Linked DNA regions of Mus musculus: regions 2, 3, 4, 5, 6 and 7 are each linked to region 1. A link is a contact called in public ChIA-PET, Hi-C, HiChIP or PLAC-seq and promoter capture Hi-C data. All regions are on one chromosome and are shown on one strand. The core of a region is the stretch at or near the end of the contact, and the rest is flanking DNA. Distances in the headings are between cores, read along the strand shown.

Region 1 (3,745 bases), core at 476-2,975:
CCCCTCCCCCATAGCTAAATGCCAACTGTTTCTAGAACTCTCAGTGATAATTTGGGAAGTTTGCCATTAACTCCCACGATTCAATCCAACTGATACACAGTGTTTTTGTGCAGATAAAGATGCCCTACTTCCCCAGACTATAAACTTATTAAAGTGGCGAGAACATACAGTCCCAGGAAGTCAGGATTACTGAAGTGCTCCAATAAGCATGGGTCTTATTTAACAAAACTGAACGTGAATCACACAGGGAAACCCAAAACTCATTTACTACCTTCAATGGGCCACCAAGATACTGCAAAGCACTTTAGCTAAGTTAAATCAGTAAGACATGGCCTTGTATTGTTTTACACTGATGGGGGGCTTTCAATCTCAAGATTCAAACTAGAAATAACACATCATTTCATCCACCGTACTTTATTAACATGTTTAGACCAGCATAAGGTTCTTATATGGAAAAACAAGAAAGCCAACAGTAAACTTCCCTAATTAACTGTAAATGGCATATAACCCTTCACCCTGGGGCCGATAAAGTCCAACCAAGGTTTTAAGAAAACTCCAGACTGTTAAAGAAATGTAATGTTTAGCTATGTTCCAACTCTTCTGTGTGATCACCAAATTATTTTCAGTGTTGGGTAACCTAACAAAGAGAGCGTTTCTTAAAAGCCACCCAACCCAAATGTTACACAGAACAGACCATTTTCACAACCTAAATTTAATCCAAATTGAGAACTTCCAAAATTACCGAACACTCTAACACATGCATGATTCGCCTCGAGCTGCCTTTCAACGTGGAATTACACTTAAATGAAAGTCAGCCCCTGTTCCAAAAAAAAAAAAAAAAAAAAAAAAAAGACATCGGTTGCAAAGAGGAAGTCACCCAGCAAACACTCACAACGTGGCTCTATACTGTCAGAAGATAATGTGACTTGTGTGCCACCCCGAAACTTACCAGGAAGCTGGCAATAAGTTTGCCAACTGTATACACTTCTGACCCAACTTTACCGAGGCTGTGGCCAGGGCCTCCTCGTGGGGAGGCCACAGGCACAAGGTGCCCACACTCGCGTCCTGAGTGAGCGAGGCCCGGCCGCGCCCCTCCCCCGCCCGCGCCCCAACAGCCGCCCGCGGTCCCCGCCGCCGCCCGGGGTCTCCGCGCGCCACAGCCCGAGGGGTGCGCGACCGGGCGACTGCAGCCCGCGCGCCCGAGCGCGGACCAGCACCCATCCTGAGCCCTGGCCGCTCCCCCGCTATGTGAGCACAGGGCGGCTGCGGCCCCGCATCCAGCCTGCGCCCCCAAGCCCGCTCGCCTGGGCCCAGTGCCTCCCGCAGCCACCCCGACCCGGGGGGGCAGCACGTGAGCGCAGCCGCCCCTCCCCCGCGCCCAGGCCAAGTTCGCGGCGCCCGCAGCCCCGGGCCCGCGCTCACCTGCTTGGCGACGCTGTCCCCTCCAGGACGCGCGGCGCTCCCCTCCTGGCCGCCGTCGGCACCCCGAGGCGCCCTGGGGTGCGGGCGCTGACAGCCGGGCAGCGGGTCCGGCGGGGGAGGGGCGCGGGGGCAGGGCGCAGCACCGAGGCAGGAGGGGAGCTGTTACTAAGGGAGAGAGCCAAGCGCGCGAGCGGCCAACGGCTCCGGCTCGGCACCGGGGAGCGCGGGGACCAGCCAGGCACAAATGAGCTCCGGGCCCGCGGCGGCGACGGCCGCGCAGCAAAACAAACCCGAGCGGCCTGCGCCCGGCGCGCGGGGAGGGAGGAGGGAACAGGGAGCGAGGAGGGGGAGGGGTAGAGGGGGAGGGGGTGGAGGGGGAGGGGAGGAGGACCCGAGGAGGGGGAGGGGAGACGAGGGGAGCGGAGGGGTGGGGCGCGCCCGGAGGGGGAGGGGAGGAAGTGAGGAGGACCCGGGAGGGGGAGGGGAGCGGAGCCGGGTGGTGGAAGAGAAGGAGAGCTGGGCGGGGGAGGGGAGCCTGGAGGAGGAGTGGGGAAACGGGTTGTGGAGGGGGAAGGGAGCCCCGAGAAGGAGAGGCGAGGGGGAAGGGAGCCTGAGCCTGGGAGGGGGAGGGGAACCTCGACGGGGAGGGGGACCTGGGAGGGGGAACTTAGAGGGAGGAGCGCCGGAGTGGGGGAGGGGCGCGGCGGAGGGGCGGGGCCGCGGTGGAGGCAGCGCGGCGGTGGCGGTGGGGGTGGCGGCCGACGAGCCGTTCCACACTCGGCTTCCTCACTCGCTCCGCTCTCCCTCCACCCAGCCTCCCTCGCTCGCTCGCGGCGCTGGGGGCTGGGCTCGCCGCGCATTCGTTCCAGAGCCCGCAGCCGGGGCTGTCCCGCTGCCTGGGTGGCGCTTGAGTCCCTTCGCCCGCAGCAATCCCGCGAGCCGCGGCCGCTCCGATCCCCGGAGGCGGCCGGCAGCTGCGGGAGCTCGGCGCGGGCTCCACATGGACTCCGCGTTCAAAGTGCCGCACACTTGGATGCGCGTAAACACGCCCGCTCCGGAGCGTACCTGGAAAGGTGCTTCGCCTGCCGTGAGCGAGTTCTAGGATGGGACCCGGAGCACCGCGCGTGGGGAGACGCGCAGCGCGCACGGCGAGAGGGGTTTGGTGAAAACGCAAAGCTGAAATTGAAGTTGTGCGCCCAAATGTGCGACTTGTCTGCGGGTCTTTTGGGAAGGTTTGATGGATCAGTTCTCATTGCGCGAAAATAAAGCCATAGACAGAATGAATGTTCACTAAGTGTGCACCGCGGTGTGATATCCACGGGAGTTTATATTATCTACTTTCTGCATGCGTCTGGCACGTGAAGGCGGTTTCTGAAGTACAGTTTGGCTGCCCAATAATGTCAAAATGTGGCTGCCGGAGCGCCGAGGATTTTTAAAATACTGCGGTGACCTTCCTGAGCCTTTCAGAAACCTGGGCTGTAAGAGGCACCCTTCCTTTTAATTCTAGCATATATCTTGAAACTCTGCTTTTTTGTTACTATCTTTAAAAATACTTTGCAACCTTCTTTGGTGAAAGGTTCTAGTTTCAAGTTGTCAAAACATTTGGAAACGTGTATTCCTGTCAAGCAGTGGTCTTCCTTTAGTGCTTCAAAGATAAATTTTCAAACAAAGTATCATTTGAAGTAACTTTCACAGCTATAGACTGTGCAGCCTAACAAACTCCGAGACTAGATTAGATTTGGTTCAGCCAAGGTCAATGACTCTCCCCTGTTGGCCCCTCCCTGGAGGCGGTTACCTATTTTGACAGGCGTAGCTGGAAGGTGGAAAGGCACCAAAGAAAGTCTATGGAGTTGCAAACGCCCTTTCTACCAGAAAAGTTCAAAGCTTGAGCCTGGGTGTCCCCGGAGCTATTGTCACTTGTGAAAGAGGGAATGTTAGATTAAACAATGTCACCTGATGGGAATGTAGATTATACTGGGTTTCCAAAACACTTCTGTCCAGTTAAGGGAAACAGCACTGAGGAAGCCAAAGACGAGGCCTGCCTCCGTCCTTCAGCTGCCCAGAGCATTTAGTATCTTACCATTGTGTAAGAGCTGTCCACTTACGGTATGCTGTTTGCTCAACATAAACCTCACACTGCAATGCAGGTTCTTTGTCCGAAACGCCCATTAAAATGGTGGGATGGGTGGGGAAAGCTGGTTCCCAGCCCTGGACCTAGACAACAGCTACAAGAAAATCAAGCCACACTTTGAGTGGCTAAGGATGCTCACCAGTCTTTACAGTCAGCGACAAGCAAGTGATTCCTAGCCTCCCAGGAGACATC
Region 2 (3,527 bases), core at 540-3,039, 550 kb after region 1:
TTCTCCCAGCATCCCTCAGTCCCTACCTGACACACTGTGCCCAGAACCCTGAACTTTCCAGCCCAGGGGCTGAGCTACCTTTCCTCTAGAGGCTTCTCCCTATATAATCCAGACATTTTGCTCTCCTTTCTTTTTCCTCCTCCTCCTCCTCTTTTCCTCTTCTTCCTGTTCTTTTCTTCCTCCTCCTTCTCCTCCTCCTCCTCCCCATCTTCTCTCTCTGCATGCACACTCTTTTCTCTCATTCTCTCTCTTCCCCTTACCCCTCCTTTCTCCATGGTGACTTCCTTCACCTTGGTCTTTGAGGCCAGTGAATTTGCCCACTGAAGAGCTGCTTCCCAATAAACCTGCCTTTAATACAATCTAATCTGTCTTAAATTGGCTCATTCACTATCAGCAGAGAAATAACCTATCACTCTCCACCTTGTTTTCTCTATTATCTGGAATGAACTCTACATGTGTCTCTCAGTCCAAACCTTCTGAGCCCTAGTGATAGCTACCGACTGAAACGTTCCCGCTAACATCCCTCATGCCCCACATGGGCCTGGCTCTGAGAATGCCCTTCACACTCAGGACTGCAACAGCCTTTGTCCACTGCACTTGTACAACTTGCTTACATGGAAGAGGGTTTTTAAACTCCATCTTCTCATCCTCCCCTCCAACTCCTGACTAAAACAGAACCTCCAGGGGCAGGGCTCTGCCTTCCCCCAGGTTAGTGGGGGACTCCCAGGCTGCTAGATAAGGTGTGCTAACTCTGAGCTAGATCAGAGATTGGCGAACTCATTTCACAAAAACACACTACATAAATATTTTGGGCTGAATGTTCTCAGTTCACAACTACCCTGCAGCATTTCCATTTGAGCTTTGCTATTAACTACAAAAGCTCCCACTAGATGACAGACAAAATATTCACACGTGTATGCAAATGAGTGTGGCTGTGTCCAATAAGGCTTTACTTATAATGGATGATGGTGGCTATAGTTCACTGACCTCTAAGGCATGCGATTATTTAGCTTGGTAAAAGTGACCAGTGTCCAAAAGGTTGTCTGCACTTGGTTTGTGCTTGTGGGACAAATTAATCAATAAAAGAACCCACTAAAGTGCTCTTGTAGCATCCCACTTTAAAAGAGAAGGTCACACTGTGGTATTACAGGAGGTTCTTGAATAAAGTCACACTGGCAGGTGGAAATTCTTTTAAAATTCTTTTCTAATATTAATTAATTAACTAATTAATTTATTTATTCACTTTGTATCCCAATATTAGCCCCCCCTCTTCCTAGTACCCCCTAACATTCACATAGATCCTCTCTGAATTTCCCCCTCCCCTTCTACTCTGAGAAGGGGGGCTTACCCTGTGTCATCAAGCCCCTGGAAAATCAAGTCACTGTTGGACTAGGAGCAGCCTCTCCCACTGACCAGATAAGGTGGCCTAGCTAGGGAAACAGGACTTGTGGAAAATCTTGGTGGTCTGGGTATATGGTAAATGGAAAGCATGGGACTCCTTTCTGAATTCAAATGTAGTCTGCACACGTTTTGGTTTTCTGTTTACAGAATATACTTGACTTAATTGGCTTCCGAACAAAGGGTTGGTTGAGGAATAATTTGTGAATTTTGAAAACTTTCTGAATAAATGCTGTTTCTGAAGGAGGAGAAGAACCAGGAGTCAGTCCCACTGAGGTTCCATTGAGTCCCAAGGTCAAGCTTAATTTACAAACCCCTTAGAAGGTGAAACATAGCCTCCCAACTGAACAGTCTCTCTGCACTCCCCGTTTCCTGGGCTGGGTGGGTGAAGCTGACTGCACTTTGCCGGCAGGATCAAAGTACATGAAAAGTCCCTGGGAGGAAGCAGCTGTTCTTCTGCGTCCTGCTAAAGAGCTTCAGAATTTCCAGGGAAATATAAACTTCCTGAAGGCCCCCGGGGATCTCCCCTTAAAATGCCAAGGCTTTGTTTATGCCGCTAGTAAGTACAATTATGGTGGGGATGGGTGGTTCTGAGGGAGACAGAGGCAAGCTACAGAAGATAAAGAACTTTCCAAAAAGAATTGAAATAGGTGGTATGGTGGGTGGGGGTGGGGGAGGCAGCATTAAGATTAGAACAGTCATTTCCCTCAATTCTTTGACTTGTTCCTTCAAATATTCAACGCTGTATAAGTCTGTTGGCTGGACTGCTTTTTCTTTAAGACCGTGGTAATTTAGGCTCCAGAGGTGGTGGAAGATTGATGCAGTCTAGGGGTCTTGATTTGATTCATTTTCTCTGCCAGTTAAGGAATTAAGTGGCAGGAAAAACCTAGAGTGCAACAGATAGCAGCAGAGAAAACTCAAGCACAGCAGACAGAACCTGCAGTTGAAGAAAGGCATTTCTGTTCATTTGGAATGAGGAACACATGCACATCCAGACACACAGAGAAAAATTCCCTCCGCAATGCACAGGAGTTGGGGTAGGACTTGGAAAGCCAAAAACACCAGTCTCTTCTCAAGGGCTGCTGGTTAAAGCTTCCGAAGGGTCTTCCTCCCAAACTTGGGGTTGGTCAGTTTGAAGGAATCGAGGATGGTTCATTATCCCACAACTGCTGTGTGACATGTTCTGAGCAGGCCTTAAACTTTTTGAAATAGTCCATCAATAGGGCCTGCTGATGGAAGACTCAAACAAACTCTACAAAACCATTGATTTAAGAAGCCAGCTTTTGTCTCAAGTTAGGAAGATAAGGATGAAGCTGTCTATCCTTGAAACTTACTACCTTTATTCGCTAGCCCTGGGCTCTCATCTTTCTCCCTACCAGGGAGTCTGTCTAATTCCCATTCTCTCAGGATGACTTCCCTGTTGACATCAAAGGCTCTAGTAACTAAGGCAAGCTTGTTCTTTCTGGCTACTCATTCTGGATAGATCAACGAGGGATTGACTAACTGGTCAAACAAGAAACACAGCTACAGTGGCATGGTGACTTGAACAGATAATCAGTGAATTAAGTTTTTAAAGTATTTTTAAATTTTGATTTATTAATTTAGGAAAACATCTCAGTATCACCATCATTTGTGAAGGCAAATATCAATAGGTTCAGGGAGAGGGCAGACCTAGAAAGTTATGTAGAATTCACCTGAGGATATGAAAAGTCTGTTAGCTGGCTTGCATTTTGCAGGAGAGGAAATTTACCTAAGATGTTCAATGCATTGTTTTAACTAAGAAATACCAAAGTGTCTTAAAGAGTAAGCAATTCAGGGAATCAGTGCTCAGTCATTTGTTGTAGACTGATAGGTAAGTCACCATTGTTTTTAAAAAGCTGGTATCTACCTATCATACCTGAGGGCACAGGGCAGAATGAATGGCTCAGTTTTAAAATAGTAGTGGCTAGTTTCCGAATTGTTTTTCTAGACATTTCAAGGACTTGGATGAAATATTTCAATTAGTCAAAGAAGCATGGCATGTCAGAGAGCATAAGAACTAGAAAGAACATGTATACTTTCATAGGCAAAAAGGAGATACACAAAGGATACTTTTAGTGTTGGAGAGATGATTCTGGGGGAAAAAGTAG
Region 3 (3,868 bases), core at 791-3,290, 720 kb after region 1:
TTCCAGCTAGTTTCCTGCTCATGCTACACACACCATGCATCATTTTCTGTTTAGTTCGAGGTTCTATGTGTATAAATGTATCCCTGGACAGAGCAGCTCAGGGAAGCACACAGGAGGACAATGTTAAAGAACATTTTGCACCTCCCTATCACTTTTCCTCTATCTTCCTTAGCAGAACAATCCCTTACCTCTATGTGGTGGTGGTAAGGAACAGGTAGGGAAGAGAACTGAAAGGAGCATTTCTAAAGTCACTGGCACAGATGGTCAAAAAACAGACCAGTTGGAAGGTGAATCATGCACATCTGGGAATAAGTGGTAGTCAGGCAAGCCTCGACAATCTCTTATGCTTACATCTGAAAACCAGGGAGATTTGAACGTGACATGAACCCCAGAGGCTTCTGTGTTTGAGCACTTAGCTCCAACTGATGGAGTTGGGAGTCTTGCCATAACATGGCCATTCCTTGATGGCCTGAGATTATTTTTAAACTTTTCATCGATTTTTTGTAAGGTTCACATCATGCACCTAAATCCCACTCATCTCCCAGTCCCTTCCTATTCACTCTCCACCCTTGGTTACTTTGTTGTTGCCCTGTGTCATGGAGATCCTGCAGCTTTGAATCTTCAGGACCAGCCATTTCACACGCTCCAGTAATTCATAGATGAGGTAGATGTTGGGGTCCGCCAACTCAAAGCCCTGGATATGGGCCTGGGTGGTAGCTGAATTGATCAGCCCACCAGGTCTCCTGAACCACACCACCAGAATGAACTAACACTGCCTTGACTTTATCATCCAATGCGACCATCAGCCGGACAGGGTCAGCTCTCCTGCTCTCATGACCTTGAGGCTGGCTCATATGCGCCCATGCCATCAGAGTCAGCTCCATTGTGCTCTCCAGTTGAAGTACAGGGGCTGATCTCCTGAGTACTACAGCCAGTCAGGAGAGGGGCCAGCTTTCCCATCCTCATGACCCTGGGGTCAGCTCTCCCAGAGCGCCAACGACCACCTCGGGTGGTATTGGTAGGAGGCGCCCATGTCAGCTCATGCTAGGCCAATGGCAGGGCCAGCTAGGGCCAGCTCACCTGTCCCTCTCCATCAGGGTCAGCCGTATTGTGCTGTTCAGATGAGGACCAGAGCCTGCTCTCCCAAGTCCTGAGGAATGCCTAGCCCATTTCCTGTTCTCTCTATGTTGCTAGATTAAAGAAACATTCTGCCACGGTGTTCTGTAAGTCAAAATAAACCCCTTCTTCCTTGTTTCTTTCATATTCTTGGTTATAGCAAGGAGATAAGTGAACTCTTACATTTGGGAAAGCTGAAGACCAGTGGATGCCTCAGGCTGTTAGAGATGCTGTCAAATTGCTCAGTTGAGGATAGCAAGGCTGGAGTTTCAAAGCTGTGTTCAAGAGATTAACTCAAAGAAACACTTGGGAATGATATTAAGAGGTATATAGAAGCACGGTATAGGTTTCATTATTTAAAAAGGCAAACTCATTCTTCTATTAATGAAATCATTTTGGTGTAACTTCCCACTGCCCCTCTGACTGGGGTACCCAAATATAGATCACATGGAACATTAAAAAAAAATTCAACAGGCTTCTAAATGATTAATTCTTGCTGACATAAAATAATTCCCTAGAATAAGTAAAGAATGCATGGCTTAAAAAATAAATTGTTTTTTTCATTAGCTGTTTTTATAAATAAAATTTACACCATGTGAAATTGCAGAATGCTCACTTATGGACATTTGGCGACTTACATGCTACTGTGCACTTATTATTAGTATACATGACAATGCATTCTTTATCCTTGGTTATTTAAGGATATAGGTGTGTGTTGATTATAAGCAGTTAAATATCCCAGGATTACATTCATTTGCAATGCACATCCAATGCACTGTGGGTTTTTATTCACTTAGCAGAGTTGGGGTTTATCTACATGGTTTATATTTTATATTTGAGAGAAGCTAAGTAGCAGAAACATTACAACATAGACAATGGTATTAGCATATTCAATGTTCAGCTCGGCTCTCACTGCTTTACACATGTAATTAGGTTGTTTCCATGGAAATGATCTAATTACGGGCTTCTCCTTGGCTTGGTAATCACATTTGCTGTGCTTTGGCAGAGATGTTTTCCTTGTTTTGTTGAACAGCTCCACTTGACAAGATGTTCTCTCCAAAGATGAATAATAATTTTTCCTGAGAGAGAAAAATAATTTTTATAATGAAACACACTGTTAAAGGTGACTTCAAAAGAGGTTACAGACGTGTAGCAGATCCTGCCAATAATAAGACAGCTATTACCCTTGAAAACACAATCTATTTTTAGTGTGCATGTGTGTGTGTGTGCGCGTGTATGTGTACTGTTGTTGTTAATGATAAAAATCATAGGAGGTTTTTATTTTGAAGAATTGCACTATTGAAATATATTATTTTCTTCTGGAGTATATTTATACTTAAATATATATTAATTATAGTTTTAACAGACTAAAGGAAATATGCTGAGAGAGAGAGAGAAAGAGAGAGAGAGAGAGAGAGAGAGAGAGAGAGAGGCAGAAGCATTGAAGAAAGAGCACTGAAGCTTATACTCAGTAAGAATAGTCAATTGCAGAAGGCTATTCATGAAGAGATATTTGCTTATCATTGCCATGGCAGTTGAGAACACCTTAAAAAATCAATTAAGACTTATTTTGGGAGCGATCCAAATATAGACCTTTCAGTGTATAAAGGAAACAGGAGATGGAAAAAGTTGCTGAGGAGACTCCATGTCACCTGGTCCACTTAATAACACTAGGAGACAGAAGACAGGCAGAAGTTCAGCTCTTAAGCATTGTGAGATTCCAGCCCACTGTAAGAGAACTTCGCAGGAAGTCCTTATGACAGACACTGTGTAGACCCATCGAGGGTTAGCAAGATGTATGGGGTCCAAAGTCCACAACATCCTTTGTCCAGATACTTTGAACCCTAGCACTGACAATCAAATACTCTGCCCTTTAATAGCTATGGAGATTACTTCAAACACAAAGGGAGAACACTTCAGGAAGTAGCCAGAATGCTGGAGCTCTCTCCTGATTATCATTTGTGTAGGTAATAAAGGGTGGGGATATAATTGACTAAAGGGCACAGTGTTTGAAAATTATAACGATAACTGGGTTTTCTATTTATACCAAACCAACCCTTATTAAATGCCATAAGGCTTGGGTTTTAGAATTATATAGCACGGTTTCCACCAGTAAAAATGGTATTCTATTTATTTACTGCTCTTCATGTGGCAGGGGCTGCACATGGGTCTGTGAATGAAGTGATGAATCAGCGAGATGTCAATGCTAGCTAGGCTCAATTTCCTTATTATTGAACAGAGAAAACAACAACAAACAAAACAAAACAACACCCGCCTGAACAGGCCAGTTTGACTTCCAGGCTAAGCCATGTATATAAGAAGATGCAAGTAGGAATGACAGCAAAAGAGAGGAAGGACGATGAATGACGTTCATTCTAGCAAAGGGAATAGCAAGGAACATTGGCCAGGCATCACAGATTAACTAGACAAGATGGGAGCCCTCTTGGCACAGAGGGTATGATGAGGGATGAGGCTAGAGGACGCTTGGGGATCACTGTGTCACAATGCTGGTAAATCATGTTGACTTGCTTGTTTCCTGAGCACATTTGGCCTCCGTTAGGTTTCAAGCACGGGAACAGCCAGTGTTGCCTGGATTATGGTTGCGGGTGACCTGCTGTCACTCTTTGAGTTTAATTTTGATGCAGTTAATTTTATAGAATGATGTTTTCATTGTGAAACACCAAGGATGCCTACAGGGACTTGCATCCTATGGTCTTAGGTGAACCACTTCCTTTTTCTAGAATCCTGAACT
Region 4 (3,891 bases), core at 411-2,910, 780 kb after region 1:
AGGTTTCTTTTGCTGTGTTAAACACTGAGGCCAAAACAACTTGGTTTATTTTGCTTACCTTTCTACATCTCAGTCAATCATCCAGGGAAATCAGAGCAAAAACCTGGAGACAGAAACTGACACAGAAGTCTTGGGGAGTCTTGCTCAATCTGCTTTTGTATAGCACCCAAGACTATTAGCCCAGGCGTGGCACTGTATACAGTAAGTTGGGCCCTCTCACATCAATCATTAATGAAGATTACGCCCACAGGCTAATCTATTAGTAGAGTTTCCCTCTTTCAAAATGACTATAGCCAAGCAGCCAGAACACTGCTCTTGCATAGGTCTGAGTTCAGTTCCCAGCACCTACATCGGGCTGCATATATCCTCCAAAGTCTCCAGCTCTCAGAGATCAAGAGATTTTCTTTCAACCTACACAGGTACCTGCATGAATGTACACATACACACACACACACACACACACACACACACACACACACAAATACATAAACAAATACTAAAATAAATCTCTAAATATTAATAAATGGTTAAAAATGTCTCTCTCAAATTGGCCACTCCTAACTTTTTCTTGTGAATTCTTCTTATTGGGGGAACTGGTGCTTTATTTTATGTGGTGTCTATAAGGCAGAAAGCCTGCCTGTTATCTATGTTGTATAGAGCTCTCCTTATTAATAAGGTTGATTTCGCCTCCCTATTCTTACTTTCATTTAGAAGTCTCTTGCTGGTTAATTTTGTGAGTTTTATATTTTTACTGCTGTGTCACAAAATCCTTTAGATTAAGCCACACAGAATAAAGAGACCAATGAAATATATGCTATTTAATTACTTCAATCACATATTTTTGTTTAGATAAACTGGCCTCCATTATAGTATTTTAAAAAAAAACTAACAACCTTAGAATAAAGTAGTTTTTTCATAAATAAGGTGATTCTTTGTGGGGGAAAAAAACAGGAATGATTTTAACCTCATTTTGTAAAACAGTCAAATTTAAATTTTGATGGTATAACTGAAATATTTTGTCTTGAGATTTTGAGACCTGCAGTCTAATTCTGACCTTTTTCTTAAGAGTAATGAGATCAGTTAATGTCTGGTTCTTAATTTTCCTTCTCTAAGATGCTGGGGGTGAATTAAATTTTTTAAAAGTATATTTGTAATTTCTTAGACTTTGCAAGGGAGTGCGTTATTAAAGGATCTTTTGAGAAACAAATCAAAATGATTGGGGAATTTTAATTCTACAACTTGTAGACATCGGTATGGATCTAATATGGAAAAGCGTGGTAGGAGTGACACTTCTATCCTGTACTTCCATGCTCAGTGCTTCTGTTCTCCATGTGACAAAAGGAACCTAGAGGGAGGACAGTTTTATTTTGTCTCAAGTTTGAGGGGACACTCCTTCATAGTTGGGAAGGCATATGCCCAGAGAGGCTGACACTTTGGCAAGAGGAAGAGGTTAGCTGATCATATTTTACAGACCAGAAAACAGATACAGAATGGGAGGTAGGACCTTCGCTTGCATAACCTCTTCCCCCTGCTAGGCCCCATCTCCCAAATAACAGCACTATCTGGGAACCAATTTTTCAAAAGCATGAGCTTGTGGGAAATACATTACACTCAGAACACAGACTGTTCTGTAGCCTTCCTCCTGCCATAGCTTGCTGAGTGCTAAGATTATGTAATTGGGTTTAAACAACACCAGTTAAACTGTGAAGGCACCAGCATCTGATCCTCATTACCAGCAAAGCTGTTCAATATGAATATGATGTGCACTGTATACGTCATTTTCCTTTTTTAATGGTCAAATTGGAAGCTTTTAAACATAAAAGGAATTTCACTGTTACATTTAGTTACCACAGTATACTCTAAATATCATTGCTTGAAAATGTGATCAATTAAGAAACTCTATAAAGAGATTGCATACATTTCATTAAAAATACCCAAATCTTCAAAATCTGATGCCTATTTTAAAACTACAACAAAGCTTATTTCAGATCATTCACATCTTAAGTGCTCTGTAGCCACACATAGCTATGACTATAATAGCAAATAAGTCAAGAAAAAATACTCCAATCACAGCATTTAAAACTACTTATTAAAATATGTGAAAATTGCTTTCATACTTTTGTATTCAACTGAATTTCAATTAGTCTTTGGAGATAGTGTGGGCTAGGTGTTGACAATGGGGCCACTCATATCCAGCATGCATTGCAAGGATGTCAATCATCTTTTGGAGAATGTAGGTTGTGCAGTGAATCCCAATTATCTCATGTCCGTGACAGCAGGGTGATGGCTTTGCCTGGGGTTTTGAAACTGGACTCAACTTGAAAGTGACATAGCTCATTGTGTTCATACCCAAACTAATGCTGTATCAGAAAACCTATTTTTGCACTGCTTCTAGAATATTGACCACTGCCACCATTTTATGAAAGCATCGTGTCTGCTGCAGAGAGACAGCCTTTCACTTAAATCTAAAGCAGAGAAGGCTCCTTCAGACTGCACCATGTTTTAGAGGAGTGATTGAGTGGAGAGATTATGCAATAATGAGTTTATTGAGGTAAAATATTTATGGAAATTAAAAATTAATTAAATTCAAAAATGAATTTAAAAACCGGAAACATAAGTTTCCTTTTCTCATCTTAAGTATATTTATTTAATATTAAAAATAGATAGTAGTTTTCATTACACTATTTTATTAGTGTGTGCGTACATTGGGGAAGATGGTAAGTTAGTACTCACATGCCACAGCCTGTATTTGGAGGTCAGAGGACAACTTGTAGGAGTCAGCTCTGTTCTTTCCGTCCACCGTGTGTGCTTGCAGGTAAAATTCAGGTCATAGGCTTGATGACAAGTACTTTTATCTGATGAGTGGTGTTACCTACCCACTCCTCAGTATTTTTGTATGTGTCAATTTATGTGTGTGTGTGTGTGTGTGTGTGTGTGTGTGCAGATATATATTTGTTTGTAGTGGAGAATAATCTCAAGGTTTGGTTTCCATTATCCATTTTGCTTGAGACAGGATTCCTGCTTGTTGCTGTATATATCATGTTAGCTGGCCCAGGAGTTTCCAGGACATTTCCTTTCTCTGCCTCCCATCTTGCCATAGAAGCATAGGGACTATAGATGCATGCTACCATGTCAGACTTTATAATGGGCTCTGGGAATCTGAACTCAGGTCCTCACACTTCAAAGTGTGATATAAGTGTTAATTGTCTAATCGGCGGAATGTAGAATCACCTGGGAGACAGATAGACACATGCCTGGGGAAGATAGTCTTGATTGTGTGTACTGATGTGGGAATCCACTAGGAGGGAGTTGTTTTCTAGGCAAAAGATCTTAGAATGAATGAACTGGAGAAATTGAGCTGAGCCTTCCCTTGTATTCATTTTGCTTTTCTTCTTGACTGTGAGTGCAATTTGACCAACTGCTTCAGCCTCCAGCTGCCTAGAACCCCCCCCCCCCACCATGATGGACTATTCCAAGGGGTGTACCCTTGAACTGTGAGTAAAATAAGCCCTTCACACCTTAAGTTGCTTTCGTCAGGGTATTTTGTCACAGCAACAGTAAAGGAAATGGAGACATACAGCAAGCATTTTACCTGCTGAGTCCTCTCCACAGCTGAATTTATCTCTTTCATTTGGTTCTATACTTATGCCTAGAAATGGGCATATGAGACATTTTTGTAAAGCTCTCATTCAGGCCATGGTTAGAATTCAGATAGTCTTGATTGTGTGTATTCATGTGGGAATCCACTGGGAGGGTGTTGTTTTCTAGGCAAAAGATCCTAGAATGAATGAACTGGAGAAATTGAGCTGAGCCTTCCCTTGTATTCATTTCACTTACATATGTGTTTCCACACCATTTAGCCTACGTTTATGGACACAGATTTTTCTGTAA
Region 5 (3,894 bases), core at 51-2,550, 670 kb after region 1:
CAGTGATAAAGCAGAAGGGGGACCTGCATCAGGTTAAGCTTTTTTCTAGTGTAATCTCTTTGCAGGTATATGCTCTATCATTCCTCAGTTGAGATTATTTCTGAAAGGAGGTTTTCCATATGATTTGTGTTTGTCAGCCTTCTCTAGAGGAACAGAATTGATAGAATGACTGTGATGGTTACTTTTAATTTTCAGTTTGATACAATCTGTACTCACCTGGGAAGAGAGTCTTAATGAGAGGTTGTCTACATCTGGACCTGGACATATCAGTGAGGGATTATATGAACTGAAATGGGAAGGCACCATCCTGGGTAGCACAGTTCTTGGGGCAGGGTCATCCTGAAGTATATGTAGAGTGGAACAGTGTGCTGAGTATAATATACACACATTCAGTGTTCTCTGCTTCTTAGACATAGATGCAGGATGGCTAGCTGTCTGGAGCTCCTGACATCACGACTTCTCAACAGAATGGTTCCGTTAACTACAATAAACTGTTTGTTTTATTAAGTTGTTTCTGTCAGAGTATTTCATCACAGCAATGGGAAAAGAAACTAAGACACCATCACCCTATTTAAGGGGACATGTGTTCCTGTGCAAGGTACAAGGAGAAGAGGATTCAGGAGGCTTGCAGAAACTTCTGAACAATATATGAACTGGGCAAAGATGAAATGGGTGCCTCTGATATGCTATATATTTCTATGCACTTCTGAAAATGTTCTGACATGAGACTAAATGACAGACCAGTAGATAGTTATCAGCAGTCGAGACATCCTGCAGATTGATAGAGGGAGCACAGCAGAACTTAAGTGCAACTTCACTAGGAGCTTATAAAACAGTTGCGAACAGAAGGGGTTGCTACTGAGATGATATGGGGTCCATACTCTGATGTCAACAAAGGAGGAAGGTCACAGGATCCTGGGAGGTTGAAGACATTGCCAACCTCTGATGATACAGTTGATACACTTTATTAACTCACACAAATATCATTGGGCCGACAAATGCCAATGAGCACTCAGGAATTTGAAAAGTATTGGTCACGAAAAAGTGGGCATGGACACATACTCAGGCTAGTATAGAGGGTCCATGTATACAGGTCTACACTCAAATGCACATAGGCAGGCATGTGAAGGCAAAGGTTCGGATGATTACCTCGTGCCCCAAGACTATAGATAGACACAAAAGCCAGGGATGGTTATGTAATGGATTACATCACTGTCTGTGATTCCCGATATGTGATGTCAGCGTTATTTTGTGCTTAGTCATAGCTCCTGGTTGACCAGGGTTAGCTCTCTTGGCTCATATCAGACATTCCTGTCAGCACTATGTTCTCTAAACATCACTGTGCCCTTGTGGCCCTCTGTGCTGATAGATGGCTCAGTGGGTAAAAGAATTCACCTGACAGTTTGAGTTCACTTACTAGCGCTTACATAAGAGAGGACACACCTGACTCCCACAGGCTGCTCTCACCTCCACAGACACATTGTGAAGGTCACACAGCTTATCCCACTCACACTGCAATGCAATAAATGATGTAATAAATTCTGTTTGTTATAATTAAGAATGAAGGTTTTTTTTTTTATAATAGATTCTAATCATGATTTCCTCCTCTCATGTCTCCTCTCAGATCCTCCCCACTCCTCATTCATTTAACTCCAGGCCTTCTTTATCTTTCTTTGTAGAAATTAAAAAAAAAAAAAATCCAACAAACAAAAACCCAAACCAACCAATATTATAAAAAAAGAAGGAAAAGAAACGCTTGAAAAACGCACATGCACATACCCCACAAAGATGGAAACTATTAAACACATGCAAAAGATCATTAAATTAAAAACAATGCCTAAAGAAATATGAGACAAAAAGATCTCCAAAAATATCATTGAGTTCATTTTGAGTTGGACATGTACTTACTGCTGGGCATAGGGCCAGACCTCAAGTATAGGTTATACACACACACACACACACACACACACACACATACACACACACGCGCGCGCGCGCACACATTTATCCAGTGAGGCTCCATTGAAGAAAACTAATTTTTCCTTTGTGAGCAGTTTTCAAATAGAGATAGTTTCTCAGCTAGGGATGGGGGATGTGTCCACTTACCTTTCTCAGTGTTGGGACCCTGTCAGCTTTGGACTTATTGCTGCCACAACTCACTCTGTGAGTTCTTATGTGCATGAGTCCTGTTGTGTCTGGAAGACACTGTTTCCTTGGTGTTGTTTGCTCCCTCTGGCTTTTTCTGCCTCCTTTTCTGCATAGCACCCTGAGCCCCGAGGTCAACACTGTGATGAAGACATACCAATTAGGACTGAATGCTTCCAGTTCTCTTACTCTCTGTGCATTATCCAGTTGTCTGTCTCTGTAATTAAATAATGTAATTTTTTCTTAAAGAATAGATATCAAGAAAAGAATTAACAAGGAAGTCACTGCATGCAAAATATTGCTTTCAGAATCTGGATCTTAGCAATGCCTTCACAAAGTTTCTTTTCCCTGAGAGTGTCAGAGACCCAGTATACACATGAACATTTAAAACTGATAATCTATCCTGTTTCAGCAATAGTTGAGAAGGTAGTACTTCAAGGTATGTGTCACATCATCAGGACCTTCTATATCTACAAGGGATAACTCTCACTCTTCTCAAGTAGAGAGTATTTGCATTGTTCTTGACAGTTTAATAGAGTCCCTGGCATAGCATAATAATGTGACCAATAATGATACCACCCAGCATCTGAGGAATTCCTTCATTTCTCAAAATTCTTTCTGCCATTTTATTAGCTTTACATTGTACTTTTATTAAGTAGTTCACATGTCCTAAAAGCAAAGTTTCCGTGCAAGTTTATTCATTTCCTCATTCAACAAACACACTAAGACCACTCTGTGGGTGGGGGCCCAATGGGAATGAAGTGATCAGTAGAGATGGTTGCTACTGTTGGGGACTCTAATTCTGGGTCAGGCAGATACACTGTAGATAATTCCAGTATTGTGAGGTATTGGCTTTCCTTACCCACAGGGCATCTGTCTCTATCCCTCACCCAGCCCATACACCCTTGGAGGAGTGGAGCCCTTTAGTACTTTTGACATCAACAAATTCAGTGGCAATCTTAGTCATGCCTTGAGAGAGAACACTGCCAGGAGCCACTAGCTACATAGACCATGACCTTACTTTTTATAGGTGTTAATGGCAGCTTTGCCTATAATCAGGTTTCTCTCTTAGTACAAGCTCTTAAGTTTAGAAAGGTGTGAGGTATGGTACATTTTAATCTATGAAGCAAGCCAGTGGCTCTGGAATTTGTGCACACTGGCTCCTGAGAGTCTGATGTGCTCATCACTTTCCAGCTTGGTCCTATCCCTCCCACTTAGTGGGAGAATTTTCCCTTAGGAATCTGGCCAAGCTTGTAGATCAGAGTTTTTCTCACCACAGAGTGGCTTGCCCAGTGTTTACCAGCACCGCCTTTCACCTGGGACTTGATTAAGTTAAAGGATTTACTAAACTACTCTGCATATGATATTCATAAAAGCCTCTTAATTTTAGCTGGAATATAATTATACGGAGTGTATTAATTACTTGTTCCTTCTCCACACACAGGGGTTAAAACTTCCTTAATTTGGCATGTAAATATATGCAAAATAGCAAACAATTCAGGTGTGTGCAGAGAACTCTGGAGTATTAACAAGGCAATCTTGATTACCCAGCTGCCAAGGAAAGCTCATTCCGAGCCTCGCTCCTGCACCACTACCTACCTCTAGGAACAAACTGATGAAAGCAGCCTTCTCTTAGTGACAAAGACCTGTCTTCTCTTTGGAGTAAAGGAAAAGAAATGAAAAGGAAAGAAAAAGCAAGTTGAAACAGAAAAATGCAGATGTCTTCATCATGAAGTCTTTTTTTTTTTT
Region 6 (3,933 bases), core at 347-2,846, 950 kb after region 1:
TTGACTCTTTCATGTTATCCTCTGACTTACACATACATGGTATGGCATGGATATACCCTGTTATCCCCACACAAAATAACTAAAATCGAAAAAGATTAAAATAAACTAAAATGCTTGCTTATGTTATGCTGTTAGCTATATGCAATGTTAAATGTATATCTAAAACATTTTGTAAATGTAGTTTTTACTTTTTACTTAATTAAGTACATTTTCTAATTTTCCTTGAGGCTTCCTTTCTGATGTACTAGGTATTGTTTCCATTTTCAAATATCTGAGACTTTTCTAAATATCTTGCTATGACTAACAGGTTGGACGTGTTGTGGTCAGCTTATTTACTATGTGTGTTTTCAGTTTGTTTAAACTCAGAATAATTTTATAAGGCAGAACGTGGCCTGTCCTTCCTAATGTTATCATACACTTTGGAAGGCTAGATTCTGTTGGCACAAAGCTATCCTTGATAGTAGGAGAATTAAGTATGCTGTTCAGGCCTATAGTAACCCCACATATCTTCTACCAATCTCTGGTTTCTGAGAAAAAAATGAAGTCACTAAGCTATAATTGTAGATTTGCACACATCTCTTTTTAGTTATACTGCTTTCCTTTCATGAATTTCCATACTCTATTTTGGGTTTATCCCCAAGTAAGTATGTCTCACCATCTAGAAAATTGTTAGTGAATTCTTTACTAAAATTCCATAATCATTACCCCTTTAGACATATCCTTTGGCCATTTGTCTTTTCTATTCCATTCTTCTTTCTCTTTTTCTCATCATCTTCTTTCTTAATGTACCTGACTTGTAATTAACCAACTATTTTCCCAGTAACATTTCATCTTCTGAGAAGCCCCATGAGGAAATATTTCCCATGTCTACTCCTTTTCACTTTGCATATGTAGCTGACTATTAAGTACAGCATCATTCTACCCATATAACCTTCAGTGGCTCCTGAATGTGTTACATTGTCTCTTCTCTTCTCTTCTCTTCTCTTCTCTTCTCTTCTCTTCTCTTCTCTTCTCTTCTCTTCTCTTCTCTTCTCTTCTCTTCTCTTCTCTTCTCTTCTCTTCTCTCTCTTTCTCCCCTACATCTCTCCTTTCTTTTTAAAACAGGATCTCCCTATGCAGCTCTAGATGGCCTCAAACTTACAGAGATGCACTTGCTTGTGCCTTCTCAGTGTTGAGATTAAACACATGCCTCACCATGCCTTTCCAATCTGTTTTCAACAACTTTTTAAAAGTCTCATATTATTTCTTCAATGTCCAGTCCCTGTTTCTATCTGGTTCCTATGACTACATTATTGACAATTAGTGTTCATCATGTTGTTCCCTTTCATTTGAGTCTTTATCATGTTTGATTAGATGACTAAATCAGAGTGGGACAGACCTACAGAGTTTGAGATAAATACCATCTTGGTTTAAGAAAGAACTTTGCTCCTATATAGTAAAGTTCTTAGTGTAGAGAGTAGATTTACTGAGATCAGTAGTTAGCCTGAGCTTTGAAGTGTTGCTCTCAGTGTGGTACAGATTTCACACCTTGGTGTCAGCACCCATGAACTGGGGCACATTATGCTTCCTGGGAAACAGAATGACTTCCTTTGTTTACCACCCATGTGTAGTCTTGGTTTCACTGTGTGGCTGGGGAGTTCCCTCTTACCAGTTGTCAGCATCAATGCTGAACATTTTTCAGTTATTGCTTGTTGCTCAGTTTAGAGATGCATAAGAACTAACTTCTATTTCTGTCTCAGTATTGAGGATCAAAGCCCCATCATAAATAATAGACAAATGTTCTACCACTGGGCTGCATGCCCCATCTTCCTGAAACTTTCTTGGTTTTTTTTTTTTTTTTTTTCATTAGCTTTACCCTGGTCTATGTGGCTGGGCTTGTGGGGTAGCATTTTCTATACCTCTTTGCTCTTTCCCCATTGAAGAGAGCATCACTCTGTCTTTCTAGGTGGTCTGCAACTTCTCGATTGTCCTCCAGGAATGACAGGTCTTTTTTATCTGCGAGTGTAGGGTGATAGGTTCATGATAATGTCTTGCTTTCTATATTAGTTCAATTCAGCTTATGAAACAATACCATGAATCAAATGAACCCTAAACAATAGAAATGAATTTCATAGTGTCTAGGAAGTCTAAATTCAAAGCACCAGAAGATTCAGTATCTCATGCCTGACCCTGGATTTTATAAGGCCATGTTCTTTTTGTGCTTTCACACCAGTCCTGACCTGTCTGAGTTCTCTTTTATAAGGACACTAATCTCTTCATGAAGGTTTTACACTCATGGTTTGACCCCATCCTCCAAATCATTTGTTTGTTTGTTTGTTTTTGTATAGCATTATACTCGGGAGTAAGTTTCAAAGAGTGAGGAACAATAACAGTAAGTATGTTTTGTCTCAGAAGAACTGTTAAGTTTCTATGCCCAATGCAGAAAGGATGGGTACTTGACTATGTCCTCTGAGAGAGAGGCTTTTCTTAACTCCTGAACCAGCGGTAAGGTATCTTCACTGATAACTGAGAGATGAAAGCTTAGTATCTGTACCCAGCAGACAATGGCTTTAGTTTTGTAGCAGAGAACAACACAGAAATGTAGGCATAGCTCTGACCTGGTCCATAGTATCCGCCAATAATCTTGATAGAGGTGTCTTGCAGTGTGGACCTCTGTCTTTTCAACTACAATCAATCTGATTAGCACTGGCTGCAGGACTGTGTAACGGAAAATGAGGGTGATGGGGCCTCTCCTGTGTCCACTTCCAATGCTTACTCTAATCAACATCCTTGGCCAGTTTTAGAACTCACTCAATGTTAGTTATTATTTCTTTTTAGAATTTAAAATTTATTTTCACGTGCATGGGTATTTTGCTTGCATGGTTTTCTGAGTATCAAACACATAGAGACCAGAAAAGAGGGTTGGAGACCTAGGAACTGGACTTAAAGGTGGTTGTAAGCCATGATATGGACACTGTGAATTGAATCTGGAAGAACAGACAGTGGTCATCATTGAGCAATCACTTTGTTCCTGTCTGATTATATTTCATATGTAACATAGTATGCCAATGTAAGAATGTGTGTATATTTTGATATTTTATAAATTTATTGTATTTATCTACATTCCAGTCATGCCCCCCGACGTTGGTGCTCCTTTCCACATTTCCTCATTCTATTCCTTCCTCCCTTGCTTATGAAAGGGTGCCCCCCCCCACCAGACCTCTTTCTTCCCTGAGGCCTTAAGTATCTCAAGGATTAAGCACATATTTCCCCACTGAGGCCTGACTAGGTAGACCTCTGCTATATTTATGTCAGGGACCTTGGGCCAGCCTGTGTATGCTTCTGGTGGGAGGCTCAGTCTTAGAGAGCTCCCTGGGGTCTTGGTTAGTTGATACTGCTGATCTTCCTTTGGGGTTTCTCTCCCCTTCAGCTTCTTCAATCTGTGCCTAATTCAGACATAGTGGTCCCTGACTTAAGTCTAAAGGTTGGGTATAAATACCCACTTTTGTCCCAGTCAGCTACTGGTAGTGCCTCTCAGAGAACAGCCATGCCAGGCTTCCATCTGCAAGCACATCATAGCATCAGTAACAGTGTCAGGCCTTGGTGCCTTTCCCTGAGATGGATCCCAAGTTGGGCCAGTCATTGGACCGCCTTTCCTACTATCTCTTCTCTATTTTTGTCCCTGCAGTTCTTTCAGACAGAAACAATTCAGGGTCAGAAATTTTATTGTGGGTTAGTAACCCAGTCCTCAACTTGAGGACCTGTCTATCTGCTTGAGGTGGACTCTTTGAATTCCTTCTCTCCAATGTTGGACATTCTTGCTAAAGTTACCCCCATTGAGTCTTTAGAGTCTTTTGCCTGACAGTTCTCTGGTATTTTCTAGAGGGTCCTGTTACCTCTCACTCCCTGAGGCTTCTTAATTTCATTCATTTTCTTGACCCTCTGTGCTTCTCT
Region 7 (3,376 bases), core at 103-2,602, 650 kb after region 1:
CCTGGAGGGATGCCTTACATCCCTAGATTGACTTCCTCATAGCAGATGAGACAAAGAGCCTGGAAAAGCTAAGTATTTGTTAAGACCATAAGTCAGGAGCTGTAAAACCACAGCACAGAACAACTTCTCAACTGTCTCCTAGAGGATTCAGGAGGAATGGCCTGATTTCTTCAGACTGGGGTATCTGTCTTCTTAAGAAACTGTCGTCTGGATAGGGCAGGGCATGGTCTATCAAGTAGAGCAGGTAAACCAGAAGAAGTAGGCAAATTTATCTTCTGACTGCATAGTAATAGTTTGGATATAAGGGGCTCAGAGACACTGTTTTCAGAGTTTTGCAGTGTGGTGGGTGAATGGAACAAGGGTCAACTTGTCTATGTTAGATCTGAGAACATGTGAGTCCATCCTCTCTTCTGGAAGGCATGTCTAGTTATAATGATATGGTAAGGAGCAGTTATCTCCCAGAGTGAAAATGTGCCTAACCTTTGACTCACAAACCAGCTTACCTGGCTACTCTTGTCGTTTAGTGGCGCCTTCCTCAGATGCTTTAGCTCTGCACGCATCTCTTTCCGTGCTCTGATTATTGTGGGTTTAGGATACACTTTGATTAGTCTGTGGTAAGCTTCTCACATAAGCAGGAATCTGAGAAATTGCCCATGGCACACGGTTTCATTGCTCCAACTTGGCTGCTGACTCTTTCATCCTTTAGCATCTAATTCCTTCTAAACAATAGCCTTAATTACACCAGCCATTTCTTCAACAGCTCTAGCTCTGCTCTTCCTGTGTGCCTTATCTCTTTCCCTTGTGATTAAATACCATGACTAGAAGCACGTCAGGGCAGAAAGGGATGATTTCCTCTTAGGGTCATAGTTCACCAACCAGGAAAGCCAAGCAGGAAATCATGGTAGGATCTTGAACAAGAAACCACTGCTTACTGGCTTGATTCCCTGGCTTGCTCAGCTACTTTTTAAAATTTATCCCAAGCTTACCTGTGGAAGGATAAACTGCCAATAGTGGGCTGAGCTCTCCCACACCAATTAGCAATAAAAAATGCCTTTCAGACAGACATTGCCACAGGCCAGTCTTATGGAGACACTGTTTAACTTGAGGTGCCCTCTTCCCAGGTATGGTGACAACGGAAGATAAGTAGGCTCCTATGTTTCTTCCTCATACACAAAATGTGTGGCTTGTAATCAGAGAGCATTCCCTATACTTCATTCTTGTTGGGTGCAGTAATTTCATCATTGTTGGTTTTTTTTTTTTTTTTTTTCGGCTCTAAGTAGTAGAGGCTCCAGCCGCTCAGATAGGGGAGATGAGCATTCATCATATGCCAGGCCTCTTCCAGGAAGAGCTGTAGCTCAGGGGGTTTCCTCCCTGGGAGAAAATGACCACTTCTTATTAAATGGCAAGTCTTTTGAAAAGGTTGAATAGAATACTGTTTTCACAAAAAGAAATTCAGCTGTTTAAATTTAGCATCATGGGGGAAAAAAAGCTTATTTTGAAGAGAAAAACAACCCAAGAATAGTTTCTGGCTTTGATCCCACAGTCTGCCTTTTCTGTGTGTGCTGCATGTGTTTTCATTCACTGTGTGCCGCTGCGCTCATCCGTCTGCAAGCCTGGAGTTGACAGCTTTGAGGTTCCTAAGAATACTTGTCACCAAAGCCACATATTTGGATTGTTTTATTGTCAAAGAAGAACCTTACCTTCACATTTAATGTTTATGTTACTTCTGCCTTTTTTTTAAATCTCTTCTTCCATAAATGTGGACACCATTTTTCCTGTATCTGTGGTCATCTCTTAGTAGAAGTTATGTTTGCTTCTTCTCCTAGCATCCCTAAAACATCTAGTTTTGAAATTCAAAACTCCTGTTTTTCTAATTATTTGTTGAAATTTGAAGACCACCCATGTCTTGGTAGTCCTGGGGTACCCCAAGGTTTCTTTCTACATCTGTTCAGTTCTCCCCTGGAGTTTGGAGAAAGAAACTTGTATTGATTGAATGTATGTTTTGTGTTTCTCGGTCCTGCTTTAAGTGTTTTATAAAAGATATAATTCTGCTTAATCCTGCTAACTACCTTAAAGAAAACTATTATTTTCCTTGTTTTCAAAGTGAGGAAACCAAAGACAAAAAGTAATTAGGATATAGCCTGGGGTTATCAAGACAATTAGTGGGGAAGTGAAAATTTACAACTGCCTTTGCCAGAATCTGAACAACTCCCGCCTGTTATGAAAGTCAACTTCACAGCCCTGGACAGAATGTGTTTTGTTTCTCAATTAAAAAATTGTCCTCCATATTGCACCAGGGTATTTTTTTGTTTAAAATTGTGCCAGAGTGTTGGGATTTAATAGAAGGCTGTTTCATAATCTGTGTGAAAGGTTAAACTGGAGGTCAGGTTTTCCTAGGACAAGATAAACAAGATAACGAGCCTTCTAGAGTGGAGTGTGTGGCAGTATGCACTCAGCTGTTCAGGCTTCAGACTGCAGACCCACACCAAACACCATTTATACAGGGTACAATGATCTCATCCTGATTGGTTTGTTCCAAGTGTGTGAGTACGTGTGCGTGCGTGCGTGCGTGTGTGTGTGTGTGTGTGTGTGTGTGTGTGTATTTGGGGGTATGTGTATGGTGGAGGCACAGCATTTCCAGCTTCTTGCTCAAAGTTTTCAGACAGCAAAGTATAAAGAAGTTTGAATTAAAGAGGTAGAATAGGATAAAATGTAAGGGAGTAAGTAAATAGCAGGTCATTGAGCTAGAGTGCCCAAGAGCCTTAGTTATTGTTTAGGGCTTCCTTTTATGGTGCCCCATAGGGGACCATTTGTTTTTAAGGGGCCTGATGTGGGTGGTTCTTTGCTTTTGATTGGCAAACTTGAGTTATATGAGACTTTCTCTGCCATACTTGTCCTCTCCAAGTTGCATTTGATTTAATTCATAAGTATTCAAAATTATGCACAGGCATGAAGTGGTAAACAGTGGATTTTTCCTAAAGTCCACTCAGATAACAATTTGTCTTACTATACATATATTCAAAACCAGTGCAGGTTGGATTGATACATTGCTTGCAACATATTTTAGCATATGTTTGACTATAAAGGAGGGGACCCTGGATAAAGGAAGGGTGGCCACCTATTATGTTGCTTGGAGCAGGATGTCTATACAATTTGATGTAGGTGGGGGATCCCTGACTGTTAGATGCCTTGTTAAGAAGGGCATGCGTGCGCATAGCTCAAGCCACGCACAGACACAGGTGGTTAAACTAGATCCACACTCACCTGCCTTGACTTCATGAGCTTTCTCAGAAATGCTCTGAAAATAACAAAAGCAAGGTGCATCACCAGGATTCATTAAACCCGGACTGTCACTTCACCACAGAGGAAGGGCTGC

The links. Promoter capture Hi-C pulls out the DNA fragments that hold promoters and counts their contacts. Hi-C and Micro-C count contacts between places; a contact is called where the count stands out from the background. ChIA-PET counts read pairs in DNA pulled down with a chosen protein or histone mark. HiChIP or PLAC-seq counts read pairs in DNA pulled down with a chosen protein or histone mark.
Region 2: a promoter capture Hi-C map of pre-B cells shows a contact between it and region 1, with 2.5 times the contacts expected there. The contact joins the enhancer-like site here to the promoter of Tbl1xr1 in region 1. A contact is called at or near these places in 10 of 39 promoter capture datasets (3T3-L1-derived adipocytes, HPC-7-derived erythroid cells, cranial neural crest and 7 more), 3 of 484 Hi-C or Micro-C datasets (cranial neural crest, epidermal suprabasal cells and stem cell-derived neural progenitor cells), 10 of 115 datasets of contacts at active chromatin or transcription factors (T-cell acute lymphoblastic leukemia, bone marrow-derived macrophages, craniofacial prominence and 6 more) and 2 of 9 other capture datasets (liver and macrophages).
Region 3: a Hi-C map of cerebellum shows a contact between it and region 1, with 2.9 times the contacts expected there. The contact joins the enhancer-like site here to the promoter of Tbl1xr1 in region 1. A contact is called at or near these places in 8 of 39 promoter capture datasets (the 3T3-L1 cell line, cranial neural crest, hippocampal neurons and 4 more), 4 of 484 Hi-C or Micro-C datasets (cerebellar granule neurons, cerebellum, cerebral cortex and 1 more), 7 of 115 datasets of contacts at active chromatin or transcription factors (astrocytes, cardiomyocytes, embryonic basal ganglia and 3 more) and 3 of 9 other capture datasets (adipose tissue, liver and pancreatic islet).
Region 4: a contact with region 1 is called in a promoter capture Hi-C map of second pharyngeal arch cranial neural crest, with 4 times the contacts expected there. The contact joins the enhancer-like site here to the promoter of Tbl1xr1 in region 1. A contact is called at or near these places in 5 of 39 promoter capture datasets (cranial neural crest, hippocampal neurons, liver and 1 more), 2 of 115 datasets of contacts at active chromatin or transcription factors (cardiomyocytes and large pre-B cells) and 1 of 9 other capture datasets (pancreatic islet).
Region 5: a contact with region 1 is called in an H3K27ac HiChIP or PLAC-seq map of heart atrium, with 7 times the contacts expected there. The contact joins the enhancer-like site here to the promoter of Tbl1xr1 in region 1. A contact is called at or near these places in 6 of 39 promoter capture datasets (the 3T3-L1 cell line, the C10 cell line, hippocampal neurons and 3 more), 1 of 484 Hi-C or Micro-C datasets (cardiomyocytes), 6 of 115 datasets of contacts at active chromatin or transcription factors (bone marrow-derived macrophages, cardiomyocytes, embryonic forebrain and 3 more) and 2 of 9 other capture datasets (adipose tissue and liver).
Region 6: a contact with region 1 is called in an RNA polymerase II ChIA-PET map of memory CD8 T cells, with 26 read pairs. The contact joins the enhancer-like site here to the promoter of Tbl1xr1 in region 1. A contact is called at or near these places in 8 of 39 promoter capture datasets (the 3T3-L1 cell line, the C10 cell line, hippocampal neurons and 3 more), 2 of 484 Hi-C or Micro-C datasets (bone marrow-derived macrophages and pre-B cells), 8 of 115 datasets of contacts at active chromatin or transcription factors (bone marrow-derived macrophages, cardiomyocytes, effector CD8 T cells and 4 more) and 1 of 9 other capture datasets (liver).
Region 7: a Hi-C map of uterus shows a contact between it and region 1, with 3 times the contacts expected there. The contact joins the enhancer-like site here to the promoter of Tbl1xr1 in region 1. A contact is called at or near these places in 6 of 39 promoter capture datasets (the C10 cell line, frontonasal cranial neural crest, hippocampal neurons and 3 more), 1 of 484 Hi-C or Micro-C datasets (uterus), 5 of 115 datasets of contacts at active chromatin or transcription factors (T-cell acute lymphoblastic leukemia, bone marrow-derived macrophages, embryonic forebrain and 2 more) and 2 of 9 other capture datasets (adipose tissue and liver).

The regions. Positions count from the first base shown.
Region 1 is chr3:22,074,632-22,078,376 of GRCm38.p6, reverse strand. It overlaps Tbl1xr1 (transducin (beta)-like 1X-linked receptor 1), which reads right to left and starts at 1,725. Exons shown (of 16, transcript NM_030732.3): 1 at 1,423-1,725.
Region 2 is chr3:21,529,408-21,532,934 of GRCm38.p6, reverse strand. No RefSeq gene overlaps it. Among named protein-coding and RNA genes, the nearest start is that of Gm31610, 42 kb to the right of the region's middle. Within about 2 kb of position 1,789, at least 6 of the 459 cell types and tissues checked have an H3K27ac peak or open chromatin away from gene starts, as enhancers often do. A contact at or near this core is called in pre-B cells, where this site is marked.
Region 3 is chr3:21,355,458-21,359,325 of GRCm38.p6, reverse strand. No RefSeq gene overlaps it. Among named protein-coding and RNA genes, the nearest start is that of Gm31610, 130 kb to the left of the region's middle. Within about 2 kb of position 2,040, at least 43 of the 459 cell types and tissues checked have an H3K27ac peak or open chromatin away from gene starts, as enhancers often do. A contact at or near this core is called in cerebellar granule neurons, cerebellum and embryonic basal ganglia, where this site is marked.
Region 4 is chr3:21,291,295-21,295,185 of GRCm38.p6, reverse strand. No RefSeq gene overlaps it. Among named protein-coding and RNA genes, the nearest start is that of Gm31610, 200 kb to the left of the region's middle. Within about 2 kb of position 1,660, at least 5 of the 459 cell types and tissues checked have an H3K27ac peak or open chromatin away from gene starts, as enhancers often do. A contact at or near this core is called in second pharyngeal arch cranial neural crest, where this site is marked.
Region 5 is chr3:21,404,692-21,408,585 of GRCm38.p6, reverse strand. No RefSeq gene overlaps it. Among named protein-coding and RNA genes, the nearest start is that of Gm31610, 83 kb to the left of the region's middle. Within about 2 kb of position 1,300, at least 11 of the 459 cell types and tissues checked have an H3K27ac peak or open chromatin away from gene starts, as enhancers often do. A contact at or near this core is called in heart atrium, where this site is marked.
Region 6 is chr3:21,124,029-21,127,961 of GRCm38.p6, reverse strand. No RefSeq gene overlaps it. Among named protein-coding and RNA genes, the nearest start is that of Gm31552, 300 kb to the right of the region's middle. Within about 2 kb of position 1,596, at least 18 of the 459 cell types and tissues checked have an H3K27ac peak or open chromatin away from gene starts, as enhancers often do. A contact at or near this core is called in effector CD8 T cells and memory CD8 T cells, where this site is marked.
Region 7 is chr3:21,425,782-21,429,157 of GRCm38.p6, reverse strand. The region is part of intron 4 of Gm31610 (a long non-coding RNA gene); the gene reads left to right. Among named protein-coding and RNA genes, the nearest start is that of Gm31610, 62 kb to the left of the region's middle. Within about 2 kb of position 1,352, at least 16 of the 459 cell types and tissues checked have an H3K27ac peak or open chromatin away from gene starts, as enhancers often do. A contact at or near this core is called in uterus, where this site is marked.